2 separate regions of the Anser cygnoides genome follow, and region 1 is linked to region 2. A link is a contact called in public Hi-C data. All regions are on one chromosome and are shown on one strand. Each heading gives the region's core, a stretch centred on a gene start, on an enhancer-like site or on the middle of the called end of the contact. The rest is flanking DNA. Distances are from core to core; before and after follow the strand shown. Region 1 holds the start of MARCHF6 (membrane associated ring-CH-type finger 6). Region 2 holds the start of DAP (death associated protein).

The links. A called contact is a pair of places that touch in the nucleus more often than the background predicts.
Region 1: a Hi-C map of liver shows a contact between it and region 2, with 2.2 times the contacts expected there. The contact joins the promoter of MARCHF6 here to the promoter of DAP in region 2. A contact is called at or near these places in 2 of 7 Hi-C or Micro-C datasets (both in liver).

The regions. Positions count from the first base shown.
Region 1 is chr2:87,285,432-87,292,971 of Taihu_goose_T2T_genome, forward strand. It overlaps MARCHF6 (membrane associated ring-CH-type finger 6), which reads right to left and starts at 2,289. Exons shown (of 26, transcript XM_048076398.2): 1 at 2,169-2,289. The coding sequence starts at 2,187.
Region 2 is chr2:87,072,746-87,080,056 of Taihu_goose_T2T_genome, forward strand. DAP (death associated protein) reads left to right here and starts at 2,865. Exons shown (of 4, transcript XM_048076399.2): 1 at 2,865-3,022. The coding sequence starts at 2,968.

The DNA.
Region 1 (7,540 bases), core at 1,039-3,538, 210 kb after region 2:
CCTGTTATCAGCAGACACTGCTATCTGGTGCTGTCAGGCGCTACAGAGGATCAGCTCCCACATCAAGCCCAAAGCAAAGAAGCTGCCCTTTAGGTCTGCCCATTACTATCCTCAACTGCCTCTTTTTTCTGAACTCTTACCATCCACTTAGTTTTCTACTAACTCTACAATACAGCTCAGTCAACCATCAATCCTACCAGAAACCCAAGGGCCATCATCAATGGACCAATATAATCATTAACAGGTTACCAACAGTTACTTAAAGTCCACTGGAAACATACAGCAGAAGTTGGGGCTCTGCCACACAATAAAGAGCCTGACTTTCCTTTTCCTTAAGTCACAAAGTCTTTTCGGCTGCTAGTGTTTAAAGCTTTCTAATTTTGGGAAGTCTCTCTGGTGTTTTGGCAAGTGCTATGAAATTCTAATAGTGGGAAATGAAGTTTGAAACTCCAGCAGAAGTCACCATGTTCTAGCAGTATTTATGGACAGTGAGTGTGAAGCCTATGTACTTTCTATACTACTATTTTTGAGCTTTTAAGGGTAACACTGACAAGAGTATAATATAAAACTTAAGGTGTTATATACAGTAATAATAAGTGCATATACTAAATATATTAAAAAAAAAAAAAAAAAAGTCTAAACTCCAAGTGCAGGGCACAGCACTAAGGTTTGATTACTGAAGACAATGCCCTAAAATGTAACTAACAACCCCGCTCTGTTCTCTCTTCCTGGTCTCACCGCCGGTCACCAGATTATGTCCTGTAGAAGTACGTGCGATCAAAGGCTACCACATTTAACAGCCTGTTACAAATAATCAACTACCTTTTTTGGCTTAAGTCCACCGAGACACATTTACAAACTACTGGAACGGTGGGAACTCAACTCGTCCTTTCTGAGAATCCACTTCACAGTTTGCTACAAACCAAGTTTTCTGGATGACTAGATGCCAAATACACAAAATCTCAACAGTCACTTTGTTAATTTAATCAGTTCATGTAACTGTGGGACTACAGAGGCTCAAGAGTTGCAGCAGTGTTAGAAGTTGTTAGATTTTAAGCACACAAATATTTTGATAAACCACCCGTTTCCACAAGTACTAAGTTTGTCTACAGCGTGACCCAATGGACATTCTGCAAAGGCATTGACTTACTTCATCCACTGTGTTTTCCCAGCTGTTTACCTTTCAATTCTCTCAAGTTGGAAAACCAAGCGACGCTAAGTAAAAAGCTACATTGAAAATGGTGCCTCATCAACTGAAACCAAGACGCTAATTTTTCCCTTGGAACTGTCCGGCCACCACAACGCGTATTTGTAGTTATTGCTTGAGATGGCAAGCAGAGCTCACGCGCTGCTAAGAAGCATAGCGCAGATCCTTTATTTGTTTTGGTTTATTATGAAAGTTCTGCACTGCCAGCTCCAACCGCACAGTTCCTCAACATCAGCTGGGCTGAAGGAACGTAACAATTGATTTCAAGTCAAGCAATGCCCCCAAAACGGGAACTATGCATTAAAAACACGTCACTGCAATCTCTCTGACAACTTTTTCAGCGTGATGTACTCATCTCTTGTAAAAGAGACAGGGAACCACCTGGGATCCTGCATCGCTTTATATTTTGGGTTTTCCGAGCAGGTTTTTGAGCAGTTAACTAGCTAACAGCTGCGTTAAGCTTGGCAGAAACGAGTAACAAAATAATAAAGGCACGGCAGCGAGGGGCTGCTGACAGGATTCCGACCGGGGCAGTAACTCACACACCCGCCAAGCTGCGGGGCCAGCTCCGGCGGGGCCCGGCGCATGTTTCGGGTCATCCCGTGCCCCGAGGCCCCTCACGGCCCCGGTGCCGAGCCGTGCCGAGCCGAGCCGCTCCCGCAGCGCCCCCCGGCCCCGCACCGGCGGCGGATACAGTTACAGTTACATAAGGGCAGCACGCCGCTCCCCCCCCCCCCCCCCGCCCGCCGCCATTTCGCGTCGCGCCCCCCGCAGCCACCGGGCACGGGCACGGAGCGGGGGGGGGGGGGGGGGGAGCCCCGTCAGCACCCCCGCGCTCGCTGCCGATCCCGGGGCCGGGCCGCCTGCCCTCCTCCCGATCCCCTTCACCCCCTTGGCTGTGCCCGGCTGGCGGTGCGGGCGGCGGGGAGCGCTGCGGAGAAGGCGGCGGGGATCGCGGTACCTTCCTCGGCGGTCTCCATCTTGCGCGGCTGACGCAGCGCCGGCCGGCCGGGTGGCGTGACCCGCGGCGGGCGGGGCGCCGTAGTGGGGCGGCGCGGGTAGAGCGCCGCGCTGAGCCGGGCCGTGCCGTGCCGCCTAGGCGGGCTGGAGGACTCGAGGGCGGAAGGCCTGCGCCGCTCCCGGAGTGCTAAGATGGACAAAAATTCACAAAAAGCCCCCCAAATTCAGGGGAATGTGACGGAGCGGGGTGGCTCTCCGGTAGTGAATAATTAAAGCACTTCAGCGTAACACACGTGTCCAATTTAGGTCTTCCTTCTGTCGTCCCTCTGGGAAAGGCAGGGGGAAAAACTCCCACTCAAAACTGAAAATCACTTTATTTTAAAAGCTCATTTTCATCCTCTCCTACTTATAACTGAAAATCAGGTTATTTTAAAAGCTCATTTTCATCCCAACAACTCATCCTAGCATATTAAAAAAGCGTCACTTCGGTACCAAAGAAACAACAGCATATTCAAATTGTCTGTACAGGAACACTTGATGAAAAAAACACAGAAAAAAACCAAACCAAAACCAAACCACACCAAGACACAGGGCAGTCCAGTTTCCACCTTCACTTGTGATTCCAACTGTATGGCTTCCAAACGTGCAACCTTTGTTGTTACTCACTTGCAATAAATACAAATTAAATGTCATTTACAAGTCCCTGAATTACCATTCACATTTAAAGACCATGGCAAAATATGTGTGTGTAATTCTCCATAATTAACACATGTAATTCTCCATAATTAATGCACATAGTTCTCCCAGTTTCAGTCTTCTAAGGTAGAGTGTTTTAAAATCAGATAAAAACTTTTGAAATGAGTAGCTAGCTACATGGTGCCAGGGAATAATTTCATTCCTGTCTTTATCTATCTATTCAGCCTTTTAAACTACTTAGCATCACATTTATACCATCTGCTCAGCAGTTGGAAAGAATTAATCCCCCAAATTTGTTCTTACCATGTGGTTCAGTATGGGCTACAAAATAGTTTACTGGTAAACATGAGTTGAAGGCAGCCCATTATAATTTAAACAGAAGAAAAATAAGTATTTTATTGTAAATTAAACTAAATCTCTCTGAACCTACTGTGTGTTTTTGATGAACATATTATTAATATGTGTCTATCCGGTAATATGTTGCCTGTTCTTCACCTGAGAAATACATACAGGTTACCTAATTTTTAATTTTTCATACAGAGGGGGATGTTAGGAGACTGTTATTTGTTTTTTAGTGTCATCAAGGTCAAGAATTAGTGTCAACAGGCTCTGAACAAACATACTGAAAAAAAATAAAATATCTGCTTCAAATAAGTTATAATCTGAGTAACAGAGGAAATGGGGAAATTTTATAGGTGGAAACCTAAGATAGTGATAGTTGTAATCCTGAATCACAGAAGGTCATGGCAAAAGGAAAGACATATTTAGAATGAGTGGGAGGAGTGGAAAAAGAAGTATTTTGAACATGGTCCTATTTTGGCAAAGCACTTATGTTTTGTGACATTTAAATGCTTAGAAAATATATTGTCTATTTTCAAATGCTCTCTGAAGAAAATACAAAATGAAAATTGAAAAATTGAAACCACACAGCATTTGTACTATAACATTTCCATCTTTTCTCCAATTTTAAAATAACTTCATGGAAATGATTCCCTTACGTTTTTAGAGTTGTTTTGAAAGTCTGCAGTATTGAAAAAGCCGAACAGCAAAAGCTAATGCTTTTCAGTTTGCTTCAGCTGAACATTTCAAAACCCATTTATTTTCTTAATCAGCTTTAAAAAAAAAATTGAAATCTTGTCCACTATTTCTATTTTAAATCACAGCTCCAGTCACTGAAGGTTCTCATTTGGAGGTGGCAGCAGCTTAACTTCCAGTGTGCTGTCCTAGTTCTTTTCCACAGGTGTCCACCCAACTCACCACAAAAATGGCTCAGTGTGATATAAACAGCAAGTTACAAAAATGTGGAAAACATGATGGATTATTTTAAAGAAAACCGAGTGGATTCTAGTCTATCTTAATAAATCAGGCAGCATCTGAGGTGAATAGGTATCTGGTTCCTGAGCACCTTACCAACCACCATGAGGGAGATCTAGAAAGAGTCCCCATGGCAGGGGAGAAGCTGTTAAGTTAAAAGTAGAGCAACCACTCTGATATACAGCATAAAGTACGTCCTACAGAAAGTTGCCATGACAAAATCAGAGAGTAAAAAGTTCTGTGAACTACTAAGACACTTGGTAAAAATAATTGCCACCACAGATCTTCCTGGTACACTGCAGAGTCTTTTGAAGGACACATGTCCTGATGACTGGCCATTTGGCCACAGTAACTCATAAAACTGCATCTACTAAGCAGGTATCTGCTGTGCCAGAGGATTCCTGACAGGGAAATGGAGAGAAGTAGTCTTACATGTACCGCACATGCAATAGCGTTTACTGCTACGTCAGGAGGATTGCTCAGGTTGTTGGATTAGCGTTTGAAGCTGGTTCTGAAGCCTCTGTATGGACCAATTTGCTTCCCTTCAGCTGGTGCTTGCTTCATGCTGAACCCAGGCTATAAGTAGTAGCTACCTGAGGTAGCAAACTTCCTGCATGAAAATGTGACTTTAGTTTCATGTTTTGCTTATATTCTATAAAATGCATAACAGAAATGCACCCAACATAAATTTAGGGATGAACATACTGGCCTAACACCATCAGACACAGCTGTGATATAGGCTCCAGATCTGCTTATTTAAGAAAATATTTCCGAGGGGACACTTGGCTGTGAGGTTTGTTTTATGGATTATTAAAAATAAAACCAAGAAAGAAATGATGCTAACTACTGTTTTCAGTGAGAGATGATGATTTTCTAGGGTGTAAAAAAACTGACCTAAAATGATGTTACAGGGTAAATCTCTGTTGAACAGATCTGACTGAGAGAAAACTCAAGGCTGTTCATCTATGTCTGGGTTTCAAGGAGCTAGATAATACTTGGATGACTGACAGATATCCATTTCCACGTATTAAAGAGGTATTCGCAGAACTTGATTCTTCTGAAAATGTGCAGAATGCACATCACCAAATTGCGTAGCTGAAGTGCAGAAGAGATCTTTTCACATGTATTTGTTACAGTGGATTTTCCGTGTAAAACAGGCCCTATCAACTTGATTGGGACCTCACTGTCGTGCCTAGTGTGGAGCCAATGGCTATTATTAATCTACCTAGGATTCAGAGTTCTGCGGGTGTTGTTGTTCTGCAAAGGACTCTCAACTTCAAAAAATCGCCTGCATTTGTCTTCCAGAATATCCCTTTCTTATCAACAGGAGTATCATTTAAGGCATATGCTTCTATACCTTACACACTCACATCAGTCTTATGTGAACCTTTTAGATAGTTCGATATGTGTGTCATTAGATTAGAACAATGATTTTTATTTTTTATTTTTGTATACTTCTCCTTGTTCCCCTTGATAATAGGGGTGTTGTGTGAAATGTGTTACATGTCAAGTGATTGCTTAAAAGTCCTTCTGAGGATGTTGGTTGTTCTATCTTTAAAAATCTGTGAAGATATCATTACAGATGACATCAGGTAGGGTTTATCCTCAGAATTTAGCAGGAGCAATCTTATTTTGGCAGTGACCTCTTTCTTGACCATCTGGTGTGGATATTTTCAGAGGTTAGGCCTACCAGCCAACTTAAATTGAAGTTAAAACCACATTTAAAGCTGTGAATGTTGCCAAAACAAGAATGTGTCTATTATGGAGAACGACCTTCATTCTACCCACATAGTCACTATAGATAGTTTTTACAAAGACACCTGTGTTACTGCCTCTGCTTCTCCTGCACTGAGTAGGAGGGAAATATGGAAGGGCTTAGATTTCTAATGACTTGTCATTACTTTTTCTCAAACATATGTAGCAACAAGAAACAGGGTGAGGGTTGTCTTGGCCAGGGAAAAGTGAACTGTAGTCCAAAGGTCAGAGTTATTACAGGTTGATCAGTCAATGACCTCTGTTTTATGAGGTCATCTGATTTCTGTATCTTTCCTTTCACTGTAGTTTCCACACTGAGAATTTGGACATAATAGCTAGCTTTGGTTTCTTTCCTTAAGGCAATAACACATTTATTGTGTATATTGCCTTTCCTGTAGGATTGGCAAACATAGTGAAGAAACCTCTTAATGTTTTTGATGTCTAAACAGGAGAACAAAGTGCTTGTCTCAGTGAGGTAGATTTTCAGTTGGATGACTGATATGGAAAATCAAACATTCAAAACTAAATTTTCTTGGCTCTTTGTGGATCAGTCAAATATTTTGATTTACGAGTTTTTGAATGCAGTCATGATGTAGATGGGCCTCTGCCAGGACCTCAGCCTAAAGGAGGAGTCATCTCACAAAGATGCTGATACACACAGAAATGGCAGTGCTTGGTATTTCTTTCTCACAGACTTGTCCTCAGATGATCTGACGAATTGAGAAGTTCAGCCCAGCATCCTTGTTCAGCTCCTGAGAACAAGCCTATTTGGAAACTATCCTTTTCAAAACAGGAAAGCTCCCTACTTTAGTGTCTAGTTTATCCCTACATTAAAAGTAGGAGTCTTTTGAAAGCCTGTATTTTTCTGTTTCATTATTACGTGAGGCCTGAGTACACAAACAGCTGTCAGAAACCTGTACAAGATTTTTCTAGTTGATATTCTTATATTCAGGGTGGGTATGGGGTTTTCCTTCTCTTTCATGTCTTTCCTGGATCCTCAAGATTGATTCCCTTCCCTCGTTATTTTCTCTATCACTGATCTTCTTCCAGGAAGAAAGAAAATATACCAGGGTCCTACAATGCAGCAGTGTGAGAACAGTCAGCAGCTATAGAGATGCAAAATATGGTAGAAAGGATTACAATGAAGAGCATGGCCAAGATGAGTGTAGAGAGTGGGGAGATGTGTGTGTACAGGGAACTGGGAGATGAGAGGCTAGGAGAGAGTCTGGAAGAAGTCCAGAATTGTTTTTAGGGGGAGGTCCTTGATGAATAGAAAAAGGCAAGTGTCACAGACATCTTCAAGGCCAAGAAGTAGAGTTGAGGGAACTGCAGGTCAGTCAACCTAACTTCAGTCCACAGGAAGGCTATGGAACAAATTTCCCTGCAAACCACTTCCAAGTATGTGAATGACAAGACGTTGCTTGGGCCAGTGTGGATTTATCAAGGGTAAATCAAGTTTGACCACCCTGATTTCTTTCTGCAATGAGATAACTGGACAATTGGCTCTGAGGATGAGAGGGGAGCAGTGGAGCATGTTTGCCTTGCAATTAGGAAGGGCTTCAACATGGCCTCCAATAACATCTTTGTAGCCAAACTGGGGAGAGATGT
Region 2 (7,311 bases), core at 1,615-4,114:
GTGCTTCTGCATTTCAGTGCCCTGTCCTGTGAAGCTCTCATTTACTGCTTTTCCAGTAGAGACTTGCCTTTGCTACAACCCCTGAGACACGGGTGTCAGCACCAGGTGTGGCTGGCTTGGCAGTGGAAGTTAGGCCAACTTTTTGTAAATGCTCTGCCTGTTTTCCTCACAAGTTTCCCACAGTTGTTATCCTTCATGCCTCCTGGTAGAAATAACAGGACTGTTAGAAACGTCAGTGACTGACAGCTCCTGGCATTTTAATGTCTACCACCCACCTCTGTATTTCTTGCTTATTGGCATAATCGAGAAGGACATTACGGCAATGCCTCTAGCAGGAGGAATGCCTGTTGCCTTAGGTCTGCCAAGAAACCAATTGCTCTGTTGCACAAAAATTAAATTTCTCTTAGAACTTTTATGTCATTTCCTCATTTAAGTGCTTGATTTTCCAAATCTCAATATATTATTATTATTATATATATATATTTTTAATTTGAATTTTTGCTTCTCTTGAAACACTTTAAATACACTAATAAATTAATAACTCAAAATGAAATTTTATCGTATGGCATATTGAAACCTATATAGCTCTTTTGCAAGCAGAAAAACAGCTTTTGCACAGACCCGTCACTTGAGGAAATGAGTAACTATAAGTTCCAGAAAGTACAACACCACCCAAGAATCTTCAGGCTCTGGAAGGCAGCGAAGATCCTTTCCTCTCCCTTTCGGCAGCTTGATCCTCTGGGTGTTGCTCCTGCCTGACCTACCTTCGGCCTTTCCTCTCTCCCTCTGGGCTTCCCATCCTAGCCTCATCCAGCCAGCCAGTTTCCCTTCAGTGCGTGACAAGAGGATTTTCTGCTCTCCCACTCTGGCATTCACCCTGCTGCCACAATTCTCATTTCACCTCTCAGCCGCCTCCTACTCAACTCTTTCTCGTCATCTCCTTGTCCACCCAGGCCAAGTCCTCCTGCACCTTGGCATCTCCGTTTCTTATCTCTATTCCCCCATGCCAGTTCTTGCACCAGAATGATTTGCTTGGCGATCCCTGCTCCCAAATCTGATGCACAGCTGCATTTGCAGGAAATGCCCTGTTCCAGCCCTGCATTTCTGACACATACTCAGGGTGGATGTCATGTTTTAGTAGTGAAGCCACAGCAAGCCTTTATACGAGGACTTGTATTAATGGCAATATTCAAGCGTTGGAGCATTATGAAATGTTGGCAGCTTTCCCAACAACAGCCAAGTACATCTTTGATGCAATGCTTCCTTGCAGTGCACCCCCACACATCAAAATCCTTGCACTGAAATATGAAAGTATTACTGATTCTCAGAGGAAAAAAAAAATTAATGTCATAAAGCACATTTTCTTGAATTTCAATTCTATAATAGCTGGTTTAAAGTAAACCTGCAACAGCAAAACATCATACTGACTGCCATAACCAGCAGAGGGAATTCCAAGCCAAGCATACCTGGGAAAACCAAGAATAACCAAACATGTAATCTTTTCATTCAAACCAAGAGGAAAGTAGACAGGGAAATATTATAATCTCCATTTAGGAGATAATTTTGTCCCAGAAAAAAAAAAATTATAATCTGAACAGGCTTTGACAGAGACTGGAAGGGGAATTGGAGTAATTTGTGTTAGGCTACAGAGAAGGTGACAGCTGAAAATATAATCTGAGACTTCAAAGTGCCGTATGTGTAAGAAAATTAAATTACCCAGCAGCAAAATGCAACAACTAAGTTACAGTATTTTGATAACATTTGTTCATGCAGACTGCTAAGGATACTATGATGTGATTACATTTTGGTCTATCGCCAAAAATCCCCACATGCCATTACCCATTACTTACATTTTGGCAAGGGTAATATAGTAATTGGAAAAAAGACCTGCACCCCATGGCTACGTTAATTTCCCTATGGTACACCTGGGAGGCAGTACCACTACAGCACTTTCGGAGGGTTCAACTTGCAACCATTGCACGCTCAGCTTTCAGGGGCTAGATTTCCTTATGGCAAGTTATAAAAGAAAACCCAAACTTGTATGGTTTACGCTTTGCTGGTAATATAATTGATTTAGGCACTGTGCTCAATACCTTTCCATGTTATTTTGATAGTGTAACCGAAGTGTTTGGAAAAAAAAAAATTAAAAAATCTTGTATGGGTGTGAATCAGCAGTGTGATTTCAAAGGAAAAGATAATGAGATCTGAGGTGCAAGCAAGATGAGCGCTGTACACACCACTTCACCCGTGTGTGGTTTGGCAGAACAAGACGAGGGGGAAGGCCTGACCTGCCGGTTAGTTGCTCATGAGACATTTCTTCTCAGAAAGAGTGGTCGTGCATTGCACGGGCTGCCCAGGGAGGTGGTGGAGTCCCCGTCCCTGGGGGTGTTCAAGGAAAGGTTGGACGGGGTGCTTGGGGACATGGTTTAGTGGGTGACATTGGTGGTAGGGGGTATGGTTGGACCAGATGATCTTGGAGGTCTTTTCCAACCCTAATGATTAAATAATAAAGGTGTACTGCCCTCTAAAACAGCACACGCTAGCCAAACGCGATTTTTAAAGGCAGGAACCGGCTGCACAAACCGCACTCATATCAGGGCAGAAGAAGGAAAGAAAAAAATACGGAAACCACCAAGGTGGCGGTTTCACAACGCTCACTGCACGCCCAGCAGCGGCGGCGAGCAGTAAATTTTCAGACCCGGGCCCCGCGTACGCCACGGAGCCTCCAGCCCCGAGGCGGGTGAGGAAGGGGGCCGGGCCCGGCTTCACCCTCCGTGCCCGGGGGGCCTGGCTGGGCCGGGCCGGGCCCGGTGCCGCCCCCACGGTGCCTGGGCGCGGCCCGGCGGAGCCCCGGGGCAGCCACGTTGACAGGGGGCGCGGCCTCGGCGGGGAGCGGGGAGCGGCCGGTGCGGGGGAGCGGGGTAGGGGCGCGCCCGTGCGGGCACTGCGGGAGCCGCCACCACCGCCATGTCTTCGCCCCCCAAGGAGAAAGCCGAGACGCGGGCCGGACACCCTCCTGCTGGTACTGCCGCCGCCGCACCGCTCCTTCCTGCTCCGCTCGCCTCCGGGGACGGGCCTGGGGGGGGACGGAGCGGAGCGGAGCGGAGCTGTGCCCCGGGCTGGGCGGGCAGGAGGGCGGGCAGGGGCTGCTCCGGCGCCGCGTCCCCGCGGAGCAAAGCCCCCCGGAGCCCCCGGGCTGGCTCTGTGCGGCTCTCGTCCCGCCGCAGCCTTAGGGAGGGAGCCGTGCCCTGCCTGCGCGGGGCGGGGAAGGAGCAGCCCGCGGGCAGGGAGCTGACAGCGCGCCCCACATCCATTTTGTGCCGGCACTCTGCCTCGCTGCGCCAGCGGGGCGAGCTGGCTGGGTGCTGGCTCGTCCCCAGCTTTAATCCTGGGGGTGGGCCTGGTGGGAAGCGAGGTGCTCACTGAGTGCCCCGCCGAGGCCGTTCTGGCCGTTTCCACCCGGTGTTAAGTGCTGAGGGGCGAGGGAAGCAGTGGTTGGGCGTGGGGAGCAGCTGGGCCTGCCTTTGGTGTGGCATCGACCCGTCACCAGCCACGGCCAGAGCTCCTCTGCACAGTGGGACTGTTCCTTGCTGCTGTTCGGTTTTCTTCCTCTTTACTGCTGCTCTATTGAAAGGGGAACTGCGCTATTAGAAGGGGAACAGTGTCCCTGCGCTGACACCTTTTCTTATGTTTTGTAACGCTTCCTCGTGGAATAGTTTTTCAAGTATTTCAGTCCAAAAATGCTGAAATTCTCAATTCACAGAACAGCTAGTTTCAAATTCAAATAATTTGATGGGATATAATAGCTAAATTTTACGTTGCGGATTTGAAAGCAGTCCTCGAACCTGAATTGAATTCTGCTTCTTTACTATAGCGAGGACCTGAAATTCCTTTAAATAGATAAGAGAAGTGAGAGGTAATTGCTTTCCTTTGTGTGGCAAATGCAATTCAATAGCTGAGTTAAGCTGATCCCTTGGCTGAGCAGAGTTGTCCCACTTCTGCAGCCTGCCCTGTCCCAGCATTAGCCCTTGCCTGACCTGGTGGTGAGCTGGTTCAGGTAACTAAGCCAAACTAATTTGCCAGATGTCAATGGTTTTTGCTGCCATAGCTCCTCAAATCCACTCACTTTCAGTTCAGCTTCAGTGTGAAGGAATTATTGAGATGTTAGACTGGTGCAACCAGAGGGCACAGCTAAACCATCGACTGACAGGGAGAAAGGATGAGTGGCATCTATTTCCAGTTAGTTGCTTTGTGGCTGTGTTATTTTGTTGTATGTTTTAAAGTTTTGTTTCAAAACCTGTGTTTTTAAACGTGGGATTTTTTTTATTTTAAAGGCCTAGTTTAGGCTTCACAGGCCACCTTTAGAAATGAGCAATGCACAGTGCAAAATTGTAATTGCAGTACAATACAGGTTTTCATTGCTGTCAGAGTATTTCAGTGTTTTCTTTTCCTTTTTAAGACTTGCATCCACGTACGAGCTGAAGACCTTGCTCAGCTTTGTACCTTTTAAGGTCCGTAGCAACCCTGAGGGTATTCTGTGAGTATGCACCAATTCAGCTTTGGAAGGGGATCGCCAACTCTGTCTTTGAGGCCAGAGACAACCGATGTTTTACAGTATCCTCAAGTCATTCCTGCAGGAGGGTGGTTTTGAACTGGTTGGCAGAAGAAAGTCCCTCTGACGCGTGGTCCTTTTAACACTTCGAGAATCCACAATAAATGTGCTGACTAATGGCAGTTTATACTTACTGTACAGGCTGAAGCTGGGTTTTAATCCTCTATCCCAAGCTGGTTTAGATCCTCGAATAATAATGTAATGCCATATGGCAGTTTGTAAGGAAGTTTTAATAAAATAGAAGTAAGGAATTCTTGAAAACACCAACAAAAAATGACTACTTGTATGCAGCTGGAATAGCGCTCATAAATAAAAAGGCTAATTTCTAGCAAGGCGAAGATGCAAATGGGGGAACTTTTTTGACTAATGGCTCGACAGCTCTGGTTTTGCTGCATATGGTTGTTTCTGTAATTAGGGATGTATTACCCCGCTGAGTATGAATCGCGTGCGTAAATGTTAGGAAAGATTTAGATCATGAAATTGAAGCTGAATTGACAAACTCGTTATATTTCACGTGCCCGGTTAGCCCTTGCTTATGACTGCATTCAGTCTGTTAGCTTCCTCTCTGCATTGATCTTTCCCATGGGGGGCGAGGCGGAAAGATAAGAAAAACACTTGAAAACAGAAAGGATAATGAAATGGAAAGAAACCTTAAGACCTCAGGCTGGCAACAGGGTACACGAAGCAACTTTGAACTCCGTTCTGAAACTTAATAAAGCTTAAGTTGGGACCCTCATGTATAAATATATATATCCATCTGTCAGTAAGATCAATGTATCCATAATACAATGCTGAGTAGGTTTTGTACGGCTTGCAGTCACTCTGAAAACGGCTGTGTAATTATGCTTTCAGCTGTTCATTTCTTCTAATAGCTACTGTGGATGAATAAAGCAAGGTGATTGTATTAATAGTTTATTTATGAAGCTTTACAATAGATTCATGGAAATAGTTACGTGCTTTTGTTCTGCATTTAAAAAAAATAGCTCTAAGCCAGGATTTCTATGAAATAATGGTATATAATAACTCTTACTTCCATTCTTGTTTTGTCAGACACTAACGTATGTTCCCTTAAGCGTGCAGAAGGGCTTGTTTAAAGTTTCCCTCAGTATTAGCTTTTCATACATCTTATAATAACAGATTCCATTATATTGATATGGTTCATGAGAAATAAATTTTGTATTAATATTTAATACTACGCTGAAGGAAAGCAGGGAGGTGCTAAAGATCTTGGTTGTACTGTTGATTTCTAGTACAGTGGGTGATATCACTTGCACCAAAAGGTTTGCCCAGAAGGGACTGCCTCTGGCCGTGAGGTTGCACATCACCCATCTAAATGAGCAGTGCCCAGGCTTGCAGTGGTTCTGCAGGCACTTGGTGCTTTCTGTGACTTGGTGTGATTTATTTCGGGAGTAAGTCTTGGAAACTAGGAGGAAGGAAGGGGTAAGTAAAATGAGAATGATTACCGATTCCAGATTGTCTTGAATATTAATTGATTAACGTGGTAGCTTAATGCATTTCCAAAAGGGTGTCTGGCAGAGATGTACCCTTAAGGGGAACACAGGTTACCAGTCACAGAATAAGCAAGACGCTTCTGTCTACCCCTCAGAGCAAACATGGCAAACAGTAGTTAATAACCAGAGCTAAGCTGTCATCCAGCAACTGGGCAAACAGACTTCTGCTGTTGCCGGTAACTGGTTCCCCTCTTTATTTCTCGCCTTAGAAGCTGGTGGCTTCTCATCAGCTCCCTACCACCTGCAGCTGCTCCCTGGGCTCCTGCCCTTGCCAGGATCCCCCTCAGTAACTGCAGTCTGAGGCCCGTGGAAACTGGCTTGTTCCTACTCCCAGTACAATTGTTGACACCTTCCTGTTTTGGGCATTTATTTTTGGCAGCGTTTTGGAAGGTGATTTCTCAGTTATTTAAATGCTTTTTCCGCTCTGTGAAGGATTTGCTGTAGGAAAATCTGAGCTCATATTCTCTTAATAACAACTTTTAAGTAACAAAATCACTGTAGTAAGCGTCAGTGAAGCTGTTTGGTGAAAACCAGGCAAGTAAGAAATAGATGAATCCTCTTAATCCAAGAAAATCTCACAAATGGAGCATTTTTTACTTTAAGTTGGTGCATATAATCATTTCTTCTCTGCCCAACACTGACATGTAGCTGGGTTGAAATCTTTTGAAAACAGAAGTCATTTATGTTGCAGAGAGATTCTTTCTCTTCTTAAGCAAAGTCTTTTGAAACCAGATTGGGTATGACTGTATCGTATCTTGGGTGGCATAGATGTACCTCAGCTGCATGTACAGGATGCTTATATAAATATTCCACTTTTGTTCTCAGAAATTCAGATTATTACTGCACTTGTCAGCTGGATTCTTCTTTTGGTTTTCAGATTTGCACAGTAACCCTGGATTACTGAAGATCATTCAGTTATGCACCAATGTACTTCTAGATGACTATGCCAGTAGATATTAGTGAGGGGGAAAAAAAAACAAACCTGTTGCATTGGTCACTCGCTATCGTGCCTTTTAATTGTCTGCTTATTTGTTTTTTAATCCTTCATAACTCTACCTGTAGAGAAATCTGATCGTGTTAGTTGGATGTCCTTGCTAGTGACAAATAGTGAAAACAAGTGGCTGGTTGCCTGATGATAGATAATGTAAACCAGGAGGGATTTTGGCCAGCTAAGTTTGTGCTAAGTCC